2 separate regions of the Capsicum annuum genome follow, and region 2 is linked to region 1. A link is a contact called in public Hi-C data. All regions are on one chromosome and are shown on one strand. Each heading gives the region's core, a stretch centred on a gene start, on an enhancer-like site or on the middle of the called end of the contact. The rest is flanking DNA. Distances are from core to core; before and after follow the strand shown. Region 1 overlaps LOC107850704 (6-phosphogluconate dehydrogenase, decarboxylating 3, chloroplastic). Region 2 overlaps LOC107850972 (BTB/POZ domain-containing protein POB1).

Region 1 (6,169 bases), core at 2,967-5,466:
CTGTTATTATTTTAGTGAAAGCTGGTGCACCCGTTGATCAAACGATTGCGACACTCGGAGAGTATCTAGAGCCTGGTGATACGATTATTGATGGGGGCAATGAGTGGTACGAGAATACGGAGAGGAGGATTAAGGAGGCGGAGGGAAAAGGCTTGTTGTATTTGGGAATGGGTGTTTCGGGTGGAGAAGAGGGAGCGAGAAATGGGCCTTCATTAATGCCTGGTGGGTCACACGAAGCGTATATGAATATTAGGGATATTTTAGAGAAGGTTGCTGCTCAAGTTGAGGATGGGCCGTGTGTTACGTATATTGGTGAAGGTGGTTCGGGTAATTTCGTGAAAATGGTGCATAATGGAATTGAATATGGTGATATGCAGTTGATTTCTGAGGCGTATGATGTGTTGAAGAATGCGGGTGGATTGAGTAATTCGGAGTTAGCTGATATTTTTGCGGAGTGGAATCGTGGAGAGTTAGAGAGTTTTTTAGTTGAAATTACTGCAGATATATTCAATGTGAAGGATGAGTTAACGGGGAATGGAGAGTTGGTAGATAAGATTTTGGATAAGACGGGGATGAAAGGAACAGGGAAATGGACTGTGCAGCAGGCTGCGGAGCTGTCTATTGCAGCTCCGACGATTGCTGCTTCGTTAGACAGTAGGTATATGAGTGGATTGAAGGATGAGAGGGAAGAAGCATCGGAGATTTTTAAGAAGGAAGGAATGAAGGTGGAGATAAGTTCGGATATTAATGGTAGCAGTGTTGATAAGAAGAGATTGATTGATGATGTGAGGCAGGCATTGTATGCCTCGAAAATCTGTAGTTATGCTCAAGGGATGAATTTGCTAAGGGCGAAGAGCGGTGAGAAGGGGTGGAATTTGAATTTAGGAGAGATGGCAAGGATTTGGAAAGGAGGGTGTATTATCAGGGCAGTGTTTTTGGATCGTATTAAGAAGGCGTATCAGAGGAATCCTAATCTGGCTAACTTGATGGTTGACCCGGAGTTTGCAAGGGAGATGGTGCAGAGGCAAGCAGCGTGGAGGAGAGTGGTGGGATTGGCTGTGCAGAAGGGTATTAGTGTTCCTGGAATGTCTGCAAGTCTTCAGTATTTCGACACCTACAGGCGTTCTAGGCTTCCAGCAAACCTTGTGCAGGCTCAGAGGGACTATTTCGGGGCACATACTTATGAGAGGGTTGACATGCCAGGAGCATACCATACAGAGTGGGCGAAACATGCTAGGAAAGCCAGAGTGTAATTCTGTTGCAGCTATTGCGGATTGTGATCAAAATCTGGTATTAGTTGTGCTTTGTTCAACTGTTTATTTTAAATTGTGCTATTTAGGCATTTAAAAGTCCAATGTATCTTGTTGAGAGTTTCTATTTGCTAGGCATAAGAAAGATTGGTAATCTTTTTTCCTTTAAGGTCTGCCGTTAATAATATTCTATGCCTTTGAACATTACAGGGCCTTGGCTATCAAATGACTTCTTTCATTGAAGTAAAAGATGTGGCTTTTCCTACATTGCATTTTGCTGCATAACTGCCTGCATTTGTATTGATACATAGGATTATTGCATCTCCTCCACTCCCCCAACTACTATTTCTTATATTTGAAGATACTCCATATCATGTTATAGCAAGTAGTCTGTGTTTGCTTCAGTGCTCTGCTCCGAGAGCGTTATATGGTTGTGTATGTTGATTTAAACTATTGACTTAGTAGAGAAGAATAATTTACCATGAAAAAAGAGTGACGGTTGTGATGTCAGATGAACCTTGAGGCCAAGGGAAATGTGGCTGGAGAGCCAGACACAATGCTTAAATTTAAAGGGCAAAAAGTAATGAGTATGTGGCTAGGGGAAATACACATGTTATTGATCTTATCCCGGTTGATGCTATATGGATTAATGGGATGGATATGGGAAGTGGTAGCGAAAGGCAACAGCCTGGTCATTGGACCAATGAAGTGGATGAAGGATGAGAACAGGCAATGCCCAAAGAAAATAGGTTACGTTTTTCATTAGTGCCTTAATTTTCTTCAATGAGGCATGTCAAACCATCTGAATTTTAGAGATCGTATATGTCTTCTAGATTTATATCTTCAATCTGTTGTTTTTTTTTGGTTTTCTTAATGAGTTTGTTTTTGAGCCGAGGGCCTATCAGAAACAACCTCTTTACCTTCTCAAGGTAGGGGTAGGGTCTGCTTACGCACTACTCTTCCCAAACCCCACCTATAGATCCCCCCCTATGGATTACACTGGGTCTGTTGTTGTTACTTGTTAGTGAGTCTCTTCTTCCCTCACCCCTTTTCTCTGTTTTTATTTCTACTTATAAAAGAAATACAGTAATTTCTTTGATACTTGCTTTTGTGCTATTTTAGTTTTACCATTTCTCAACAATGTTTCTGAACTGTCACTTGCAGAGTTTCTTTCTTTTCTTTGATTTCTGCATTTTACTTGACACTAACGATTACATCTTGTCAAATTTGTGCAAATGACGTGATTCCTGCCTGACCTATGCATATCATGTCCGACCAAACCTCAAAGCTCTGCAAGGTTTTTATACTATTTAAGTAAAATTTTTGTTAAGATATTTAAGGTTATTCTTTGACATTTTCAGAGATGACTGCTGCTTTGCATTTGGTTTATAAATGCTTTAAGATTCTTGAGATCATTTTCGATAACTTTAGTTTTGCTTAACTGGAGGCCAAGCCAATTGAAATCCTTAAAATTCTCTGGTGTTTGTTTTATGAGTAACAATGATATGTTCGTAGTTCCTATTTGCTTTTTGAGATGGTTTTTAAGTATTTCCAATAAATCGAAATAGGTCTTTCACCACAAGAAATTGATATTAAAATCAAACTTATTGTGCTTAATTTTTCCTTTCCGCCTAAGTGGTTGTGCAGTTACCTAGTGCACGTCAATCAATTCTGGAGTAAAGGATGTCGTACATTTCTCAGCCTCGCGTGCTTATGTTATTGGCATGAAAGCTCTTCTGCAATCGGTTTCATCAACATTACGCTTGTTGAGGGTTCACTTATGAATGGGACATTTAGAATAAGTGCCTTCTTTACCTTGGATGCGTAAGTTTTATTCCTTGTAGAGGTTTGTTGTATAGACTTTTCATGTCTTATTTCCTCCTCGACAATGAAAATTGCGAACTTTGAAGTACCCTTGTGAATTTCTGAATGTGATTGTTCCTCCATTGGCAGTTCACCCTCGAAAATTGGAATCTTACGCAGATATGTTAAAAACTTATTTCAGGAATTTATTTGTTCTAGTGTAAAATCAGATATTCTGGAAGAGCTTCAGTTCCTTTGCTGCTGTCTAGACTGTTGTTCCTCCTCTTTGCTTGTCTGTGTATCTTCTAGATCTTCAACTTCACGATTCTTATCGACTCATTCGTGAAGCATCTTGCCTTTGACTTCAGTGGTAGAGCATGGTTTTGAGAACACTGGCTTAGGATTTGTGGCTAATAGAGCTTAATATTTCATGCAGTTACTATTTGATGTTCTGTCCGTTCATATTAGTAGTCGTAGTATTGCGCCTGAGTTTCTTGTTCTTCAATTTCTGTTACTATCTGTTGTTACTTGTATCTCGATTATCGTATTGTTTTGTTGTAGTTTCTATTTTGTTACTATATGTTGTTTCTTGTACTTCCGTTATTTTTTTTTGGGACTGTGTTTCCTTGAGCCGAGGGTCTATCGGAAACAACCTCTCTGCCTCTAAATCTCTTAAGTCTGCATATACTCTCTGCCCTCCTTAAACCCCACTTTGTGGGACTACACTGGGAATATGTTTTGGTTTTCTATATTTGTTCCGATCCTTATTCTTATTTTTCTTTTGCTTCCTGGCTGTTTGATTATTTTCCGTGACTACTTGCTGATAAGGAGGGTCATCGGCTTATTACCACGTTCAGGTTTTCATTTTTCATGATCTAGGAATATTGTGGTGTCTATGTGAAACCATTGCACCTAGGCTTGGCTCGTCGCCTGTCTTGTTTTCTTTTTTTCCTTCCCACTTTGATCTTCTGTTTGTTATGGTTGCAGAAGATGAGATTCCTAGATTAAGATTCTACTAAACTAGTTCATCTCCCGTTAACTTACTGGAGAACTGCTTGTGGTATTTTCATTTTTGTAGTAAGAACGTCACATCATATCTACTGGGTCCCATGGTTCTATACACTCGTACTATCTCGTAACCTTGTTGTTGGGGCGGAGGAAGAATGCTGGCTATGGGTTCAGATTCAAACGAATGTGTACAAATTACTAAATTATAACCCAATAACTAATCTAAAACTTATAAGCTTCAAATTCCGAATCCGGCTGTGCTTGTTGGCACTGGTAATTCTGCTAAATTGTCAATTGATCAAGTCCGGTCCTTTTCTTGTTCTAATTTTCGTGCAACATTCTTTTTTGCTTCATTCTATGTTGATAAGCTTACATTTGCCTCCAATGTTTGTTAAAAATCTTTGATCCTGTTGGAGATTTGTTGGTACCTAGGTTAAGAAAAAGTGTAGGTTGGTTGTAGAACCTAAATAATTGAATGCCGGAACAAAATGGAGTAATGATTATTCATATAGTCGACTCTAATTAACTTGAGTTTGAGGCGTAGCCGTTTATGTTTTACCTCAATTTTGTTTGATCTTTTGCGGTCTTGGCGCTCTCTTTCAGAAGGAATTGAAACACTTTCTAAATGATACATGAATGGTTAACCATGTATTACTGTGTTCACGTTTACTTGTCATGTTTCGAGAGTCAATTTGACTAATTTTTTTTTTTTTTTTGTATAAATAACATAAATTGGCTAAAACTTGACGAGTAAAATTGAATGGAGAAAAAGTGGTATTTAATACAAGCTTGCTATATATTATAACTATGACTGTTCAAACTAGTCCTATGCGGCAAGAGAACACTTCCATTTTGAGATTACATGTCTATTACATTTCAACTTTACTTCAAATACAAACTAAGCACCTCAGTGTCACATGTTGATGTGGCATATAATTTTGGAGGTGTTTAGGTGATGTTTTTGTTTCTTGATTCCACATATGGTTACCGTATCAAGTGTTTAGCGTGGGAGCTAAACTAGATGTGGTGAAGAATATGTTAGTCACGTTAATCGACCTGAAAGGATTGATCATGCTAGGAGGGAAGTTTCATCCTACATAGTCTTCCCTGTCATGACTACTCGCTAATTTTAACATTAAATGATCTTTTTTCATCTATTTTAGCTTTGTTATTGGTGGGAGATGGCCGGTATTCTGTGAAATTAATTGAGGTGTGCATAAACTGCCTTAAATACCACATATATTAAAAAAAAATTAAAGCTAGTTTTCCCAAACGTCATTCACTTTGGTTTTCTAGTCGATATGATAAAAAGGCTACAAAACCTATTGGCCCATCAAAATAGATTAGGTGAGATGATTCAACCTGTCTAACCATGTTTAGATAAAACTTTTTTTTGGGGGGTCAAGTAAGTTGAGTAGCATGACCCAATTAGCCTAATTCATTATCTCTTTCGAAAAACTTAATGTTACTACTAAGTTGCCGTTTTTACGTTTCTTTCTATTCATTGCTTCATTATTTAGTTTCTTTCTTTTAGCTAAACAATTTAAAATCAAAATTCCCTAAAGTAGAGCGCTAGAATCAAACAACCAGGGTTGCTTTTTCAGTTCATCTAAACCTACAGTTTGGCAGTATTTTGGGTTTAACTGACTTTTTTTTTTTTAGGTAATAAACTTATGTTTAGTAGGTTAGTTATGGATGATTTCAAGAGAGGTAAAAATAGGCCAAATAAATATTAGAGAGAGTTGATTAGTCACGACATGGCACAGTTTGTACTTATCAAGGGAGGACAAAAATTGGGATAGTAGGTAGTTGAGAATTGAGTATTGTCCTTTCATGCTAGCAGCAGTAGTAGTATTCTTTAGTTTCTTGTCATTTTATTTGTGTTATTATATGTTGTTTTTGTAATTTGATTATCATATTATTTGATAGTAGTTATTGTTCTTTTTTTTTTTTAAAAAAAGAAAAACTTTTATCCTGCTCTATAGTAATATTATGTCATGACTTCTCCGCTTCTGCTATTTGTTATCATATTTTTTTGGACTGCTCTATTGTGCTTTTCTTGGGCCGAGAGTATATCGAGAATCACCTCCCGAGGTAGAAGTAAGATT
Region 2 (5,391 bases), core at 207-2,706, 38 kb after region 1:
CTTTAATGCTCTGTTATGAAAAAAAAATTATGTGGGAAAGTTGGGATAACTTATGGATGTTGAATGAAATCTATTTTCTTTTTTATCGTTGTTTTCAGTTGGAACGGTTTTCATTTTTTTTTGTATAAATCATATTTAAGCACAAATAACCATTAACTAATGTCTATAAATTGCAAATGCATAATACGTTACTATGCCCTCAAATTGCATCTATGACTTTTACATTTGGGTGTACACAAGTAGACACTTAAACTTGTATAAAGTTGAACAAGTTGACGCGCATGTTCTACGTGGCATAATACACATAGGACGTCATGTAGGACAAGAATTGGCCACATAAGACATATGTGTACTTGTTCGGCTTTATACAAGTTTAAATGCCTACTTGTGCACATCCAGAGTTGAAGATCATAGATGTGATCTGATACCAAGTTAAAGAGCATATTTATGTATTGTGCCAATTGCAAATATTAAAACTTTGACTAGAAAATTAGTTATAAGAATTCTAAGGTGTATTTGAAGTTTTGCCTTTAAAAAATAAGTTGGCCGGTGAAAATCCGTTGCCCACAAATAATGGGTTGGGTTGATTGTTTTTGGGCCCATTATCTTTATGGACCAAGCTATCAAAATTTCAAAGCCATATGGACTGAGCCATTTTGTATTGACGGCTCTAAATAATATGGAATGACTTTCCCATGCAGAAAATGAACAACCGTGATTCCTATCAATTATTATAACACTAGTAAATAAAGAAAATTCTCAGAGATTTATGCAGCTCAAAGTGACTGGCAATATAAAAGTCAGTACAATGTCAACAGAGAAAATTAAGTGTGGGGTAATAAATAAATTTTAAAATTAAAATTAGTGATAACTTTAACCAACTCAAGTCGAATTCTTTTTAATTAGTGAAAGTAAATTAGGATGTAAAATGTAAAGTTTTTAAACTATTTAAACTTTTCAAAAGTCCTCCAACTCCAAATTTCAAATTTTAGAATTTCCCCCTGTTGTTATCTTTTCATCTTTCTTTTTTTTTTTTCCTTTCTCTCTCTCCAAATTTTTTTCTCCCCATCTTCTTGTTCTTATTTTTCTCTCTCTCTAAATTATTCTCTTCTTCTATCTTCTCTGTTTTTTTTTCTTTCTCTTTTCATTTCATTCTTTTTTCGATCTTCATGGACTATTTTATAAAAAAATGAGAAGTTTGAAAAGAAAAATTTTCATTTCTTTTAAAAGTGAATGAAGAAATAATTCAGCAACTACCATAGTTGCTACAACAGTTACGATAATTGCTGCAACAGCTACTATTAGTTGTTGTGTGCTCCAGCAACTATCGAAGTTGCTGCAGCAACTTCGCTACTTAATTTCTGAAAAAAGACATGGATGGAGAAGGAACCCACAAAAAAGTGATATTTATGATAAAAAGAGAAGTGATGGTGTTGATGGTGACGCCGAACAAAAAAGATGACATTTGTTGCAGCGTTGATAGCGACAATGGAGGAGAAAGAAGAAAAATAGACGATAATAATGTAAAGGGAAAAAATAATGGTGAATCTGGAAGAGATAGACAATAGTAGTTATAGTGATAGTGGAGGAAGAGGAGGTGGCGGCAGCAAAAAAAAATGTGGAAGAGGAATGGAAGTGATGGTATAAGAATTTTTGTGTAAATATGTAGAGAACTTTGTGTAAATAATAAAACTTGAGGGTTTTAAATTTAGTGTCATTAATACTAATATTAAAATTGTCACATTTACTCAATATTTAAAACTTGTGTCACTCTTTTTTAGTTTTGAAACTTTTTTGTCACCCTCAATTAATTTGCCCATGTCAACAGATAAGAAGTTTTCTGAGCAAGTCAGTTTCAGTTAACATACAGCAGTGCATTTACATCAGCAGGGTACGCAGAGCAATTTCTACATAGGCACTTGACTCTAACCTGTATATACAATTTAAAACTTTTTAACAGACCTTGGCTGAATATCTTACGGTTAGCATTCTTCCACATCTCAAAGCCCTCCTGACATCTAAAAAGGTCCAGTATGGCTGTAAGCAAAGGCTTTCTGCATTGTACCTAAAGCACTAATTGTCGGATAGTCAGCTCAGCTCGAAGATGGAGAATTCCATTGATGAAGTATAAACTATCTTCAGCAGTAAAAGCAGTCCAAGGTATGCCAAACAAATTCCTGTATCCAACAGCCTTGCCACCCGTGAATGTGTAATTCCCCTTGTATTTGCTCACATATTCCTCAGTTGGCTTTGTCCGAGCTGCAAACTCATAATCCACTGCAAATGACACTGCCCCCTTCTCTTGCATGCCTAGAAACAACCCGAAGCAATGGAACGCACTCTGTTGATCCATGTTACAATGAGCTGATAGGAAAAAACCCTGTCCACCCAAATGGAAAGCCTGCGAGTAAACTCTACCAGAAGGAAAGAGATTATTGCATTCGTCCCGTTTTAAATCTAGGTAAACAATACATTGCTGACGAGGCAGTTCAAACTCAACAACTTTAACTGGTCTATACTTGTAAGCACGCTCCACAAAACGATGGTGTGATGCATTGCCCTCCTCAGCAGCAAGAGAACGCTGACGGTATGGTGCTTCAGCTTTGAAAAATAAAGCCTCCAGGACATCCTTGGAAGCTAGTTCAGGATCAAAATCATTACAAGTTAGAACTTTCTTCAGCTTCCTGCATGTCATGTATGGAAAACGAATGAGGCGACAAAGATTTGAGCTAAATATTTCACGCCGTTGCTCCAAGTTTGGGTAATGGATACGAGCCCACTTTAACACAAAGTCATAGACAGCATCCTCTGAAGCAACCAGAAGATTGTCATTGGAGAGAACAGCCTCAATCCCTGCAAGAGGCAAGTTCAACACCTCTTCTTGGAACCTGGCAAGGAATTTAGGATAAAAGTTCAGATGACAAACCATAAAAAAACCATATATAAGGAGTGAACAAGTTTCTGATATATAGGTCAAATCGAAAGCATTCCGAAATCTGATACTAGAAGCCCTTTATTGATGGGCAAGATTGGAGGTCCTTTATTTCACTAGTTAGAAATGAAACAAACAGGAAAATATTAACAGCTAATTTATAAAGCCCGAAATGGGCAATAAAATGAAGTGTTAGCGAAAAGCACAGTCATCCTGAAATAAGCACTAGCTCGTGATACAGAAGACCGTTGAAACTGATGAAAAAACTTATTTCCAAGAAAACAATAGTAAGCCTCGATTTCAATCAATAAAAAAAACCATTTTTTGGAAGAGCTCTTACTTGGTGATATCCTTGAAACGCGCAGCAAGAAACTGTTTTGCAGCATCTGTCAGTGGCAGAACTGCATCAGCCATTAAAACACTAGAAGGAAGATCCAAATATAGCAAAGCTGATTCACATGTCATGGGAAGATTCCGCAGTAAACGGCTGCAGTGTCTCATGCATGATGCGACCTCAAATTTGTCAGCAGCCATAAGCACATCAAGCAATGCACTAGGTGTTATCGTAGACAATGTATTGCTATACATGAAATTTAGCAAGTCCATGAAGGCGGCTTCTTCTGCAAAAAAAGATCAACAAAGGTGGATGTGAAAAGAAGAAAATTTGTGATCTAAAAACTATGTTCACTAGTTAAAGTAACTATATAAAGAATCTCCTTTAAATATGCTTAGAAAGCAAAACAAGCAGTAGTGCTTAGAGCATGTTATTAACTTTGAAAACATACGAGTAGACAATCAATGCCTCACACCAATACTTCTACGAGTATCAAACACGATTCTTGTTCTGGTGCCCAATTCTTCTATATTTTAGAATGATTCATCAAGACAGATAAAAAAGTGGATACATTTAGAATATACCTTTCTATATTTATTTATTTTTCTTTTTTAACATTTCTACTTTTAGCCCTTAATGATATGTCCGAAAAGAATTGACATGGCTTTCAAGACTAGTAGATACTATAGGTACTTTAGGGATGTTATGTATTTAACTTATGTGTCAAAAGTTTTTCTTTCTTAAACTACAAGTCAATGAAATCCCATCTGATAAATTCAAAGGAGGGAGTATAAGAATCACCTTCATCAAAACCTATTCTAACAATTAAAACAACCCAAAAAACTCAATTTTCATTTAAGGTTTAATTAATATTGCTCTCTAATTGCACATCCTAATCATCACACACTTGTACTTGAAATGTCAAATCAAGTGCACAAGAGGTGGCTAGTCTCTATAAGTAGGAATACAGCACAACATGCTTTTTTTTTTTCCTTTTTTTGGGGTTAAGGTGGGGGGGGGGGGGGGGTTTTGTTAAGTAACACAGAACACGATATAGTAGAGTTTACAAGCAATTCCAAGCTTTCTAGCCTGAACAAATGAAGTATGAGATAGCTAATAGACACATTTAAAGCTCAGACAATACAACTGTATCCAAATTCTGACATGGACATCATCAGGTTAATATTACTACTAAATGAGGACAACTTTCTAATGAAAAGGACAATACAATGAAATGAGAACATACAAAACCACAACTAAAAATCTTAATGCTAACCTGAGGCATGGATTTGTACAGTAACATGCCGCTGCTCTGACTCTCTCATGCCGTTGGAGAATAGCTATGAAGAAAACAAAAACAAGTCAAAAAATGAGCAATCAAGAGTTCCTGATTAAGCTATAAGTCTATAACACGGTATTAAAGACTCCTAACCTTGTAAAAGAATGGACTTTTTGCAGCCAAAATAGGAGAACTGATGTGTATACTTCTAATTTGAAGCCCAGTTGCAGAGTCCATGCTTGTGGACGAGTCAGTGCTCTTAGAAGCTTCGCCATCACCTTTAAAATGCCGTAAGCTTGTCTCAAAAGGAAAAAGAACAGAGAAAGAGAAAAAGAACCACACAATGATAAAGGAACTTATGTTTCACATGCCGTTACATTGTAACAAAACTCAAATTTCAGATTATGCACACAAAGATGTCACCAGATTGCCTAGAAGAGTGATAGCCATGTTAGAATATCTCTTAGATTCTCATTTATCAGAATCTCATGTTAAACTGTTAGAATATTTAAATAGCAATACACCACCAACAACATACCCAGTGAATCCCACAAAGTGAGGTCTAGGGAGGTAGAGTGTACACAGACCTTATACCTCTTGGATGTAGAGATATTGTTTCCGGAAAGACCCCTTACTCAAGTGAAACAAATCAAAGTAGTAATGGAAAGGAAAAAGAACAATAGGAGAAAACATGACAACTAATAGGAAAGCAGTGCAATGCGAAGCAACATACAAGGAACTTTAACATCAACAACATAGTGCGATCACCTAAACTTAGTAAACATCTGATGATACACCAAAGGCCAAGAACTACATTAAATAGCAATAAAATAATGGAAATGAGAT

Evidence for each region. A called contact is a pair of places that touch in the nucleus more often than the background predicts.
Region 2: a Hi-C map of leaf shows a contact between it and region 1, with 2.1 times the contacts expected there. The contact joins two enhancer-like sites. A contact is called at or near these places in 4 of 5 Hi-C or Micro-C datasets (bud, leaf and placenta).

The regions. Positions count from the first base shown.
Region 1 is chr12:86,644,730-86,650,898 of UCD10Xv1.1, forward strand. It overlaps LOC107850704 (6-phosphogluconate dehydrogenase, decarboxylating 3, chloroplastic), which reads left to right. Exons shown (of 2, transcript XM_047401878.1): 1 at 1-1,290; 2 at 2,898-3,309. The coding sequence ends at 1,253. Among protein-coding and RNA genes, the nearest start is that of LOC107850704, 3.5 kb to the left of the region's middle. Within about 2 kb of position 4,217, at least 2 of the 5 cell types and tissues checked have an H3K27ac peak or open chromatin away from gene starts, as enhancers often do. A contact at or near this core is called in leaf, where this site is marked.
Region 2 is chr12:86,685,650-86,691,040 of UCD10Xv1.1, forward strand. It overlaps LOC107850972 (BTB/POZ domain-containing protein POB1), which reads right to left. Exons shown (of 6, transcript XM_016695835.2): 3 at 4,699-4,823; 4 at 4,543-4,606; 5 at 3,273-3,552; 6 at 1,755-2,888. The coding sequence ends at 2,066. Among protein-coding and RNA genes, the nearest start is that of LOC107850972, 4.2 kb to the right of the region's middle. Within about 2 kb of position 1,457, at least 2 of the 5 cell types and tissues checked have an H3K27ac peak or open chromatin away from gene starts, as enhancers often do. A contact at or near this core is called in leaf, where this site is marked.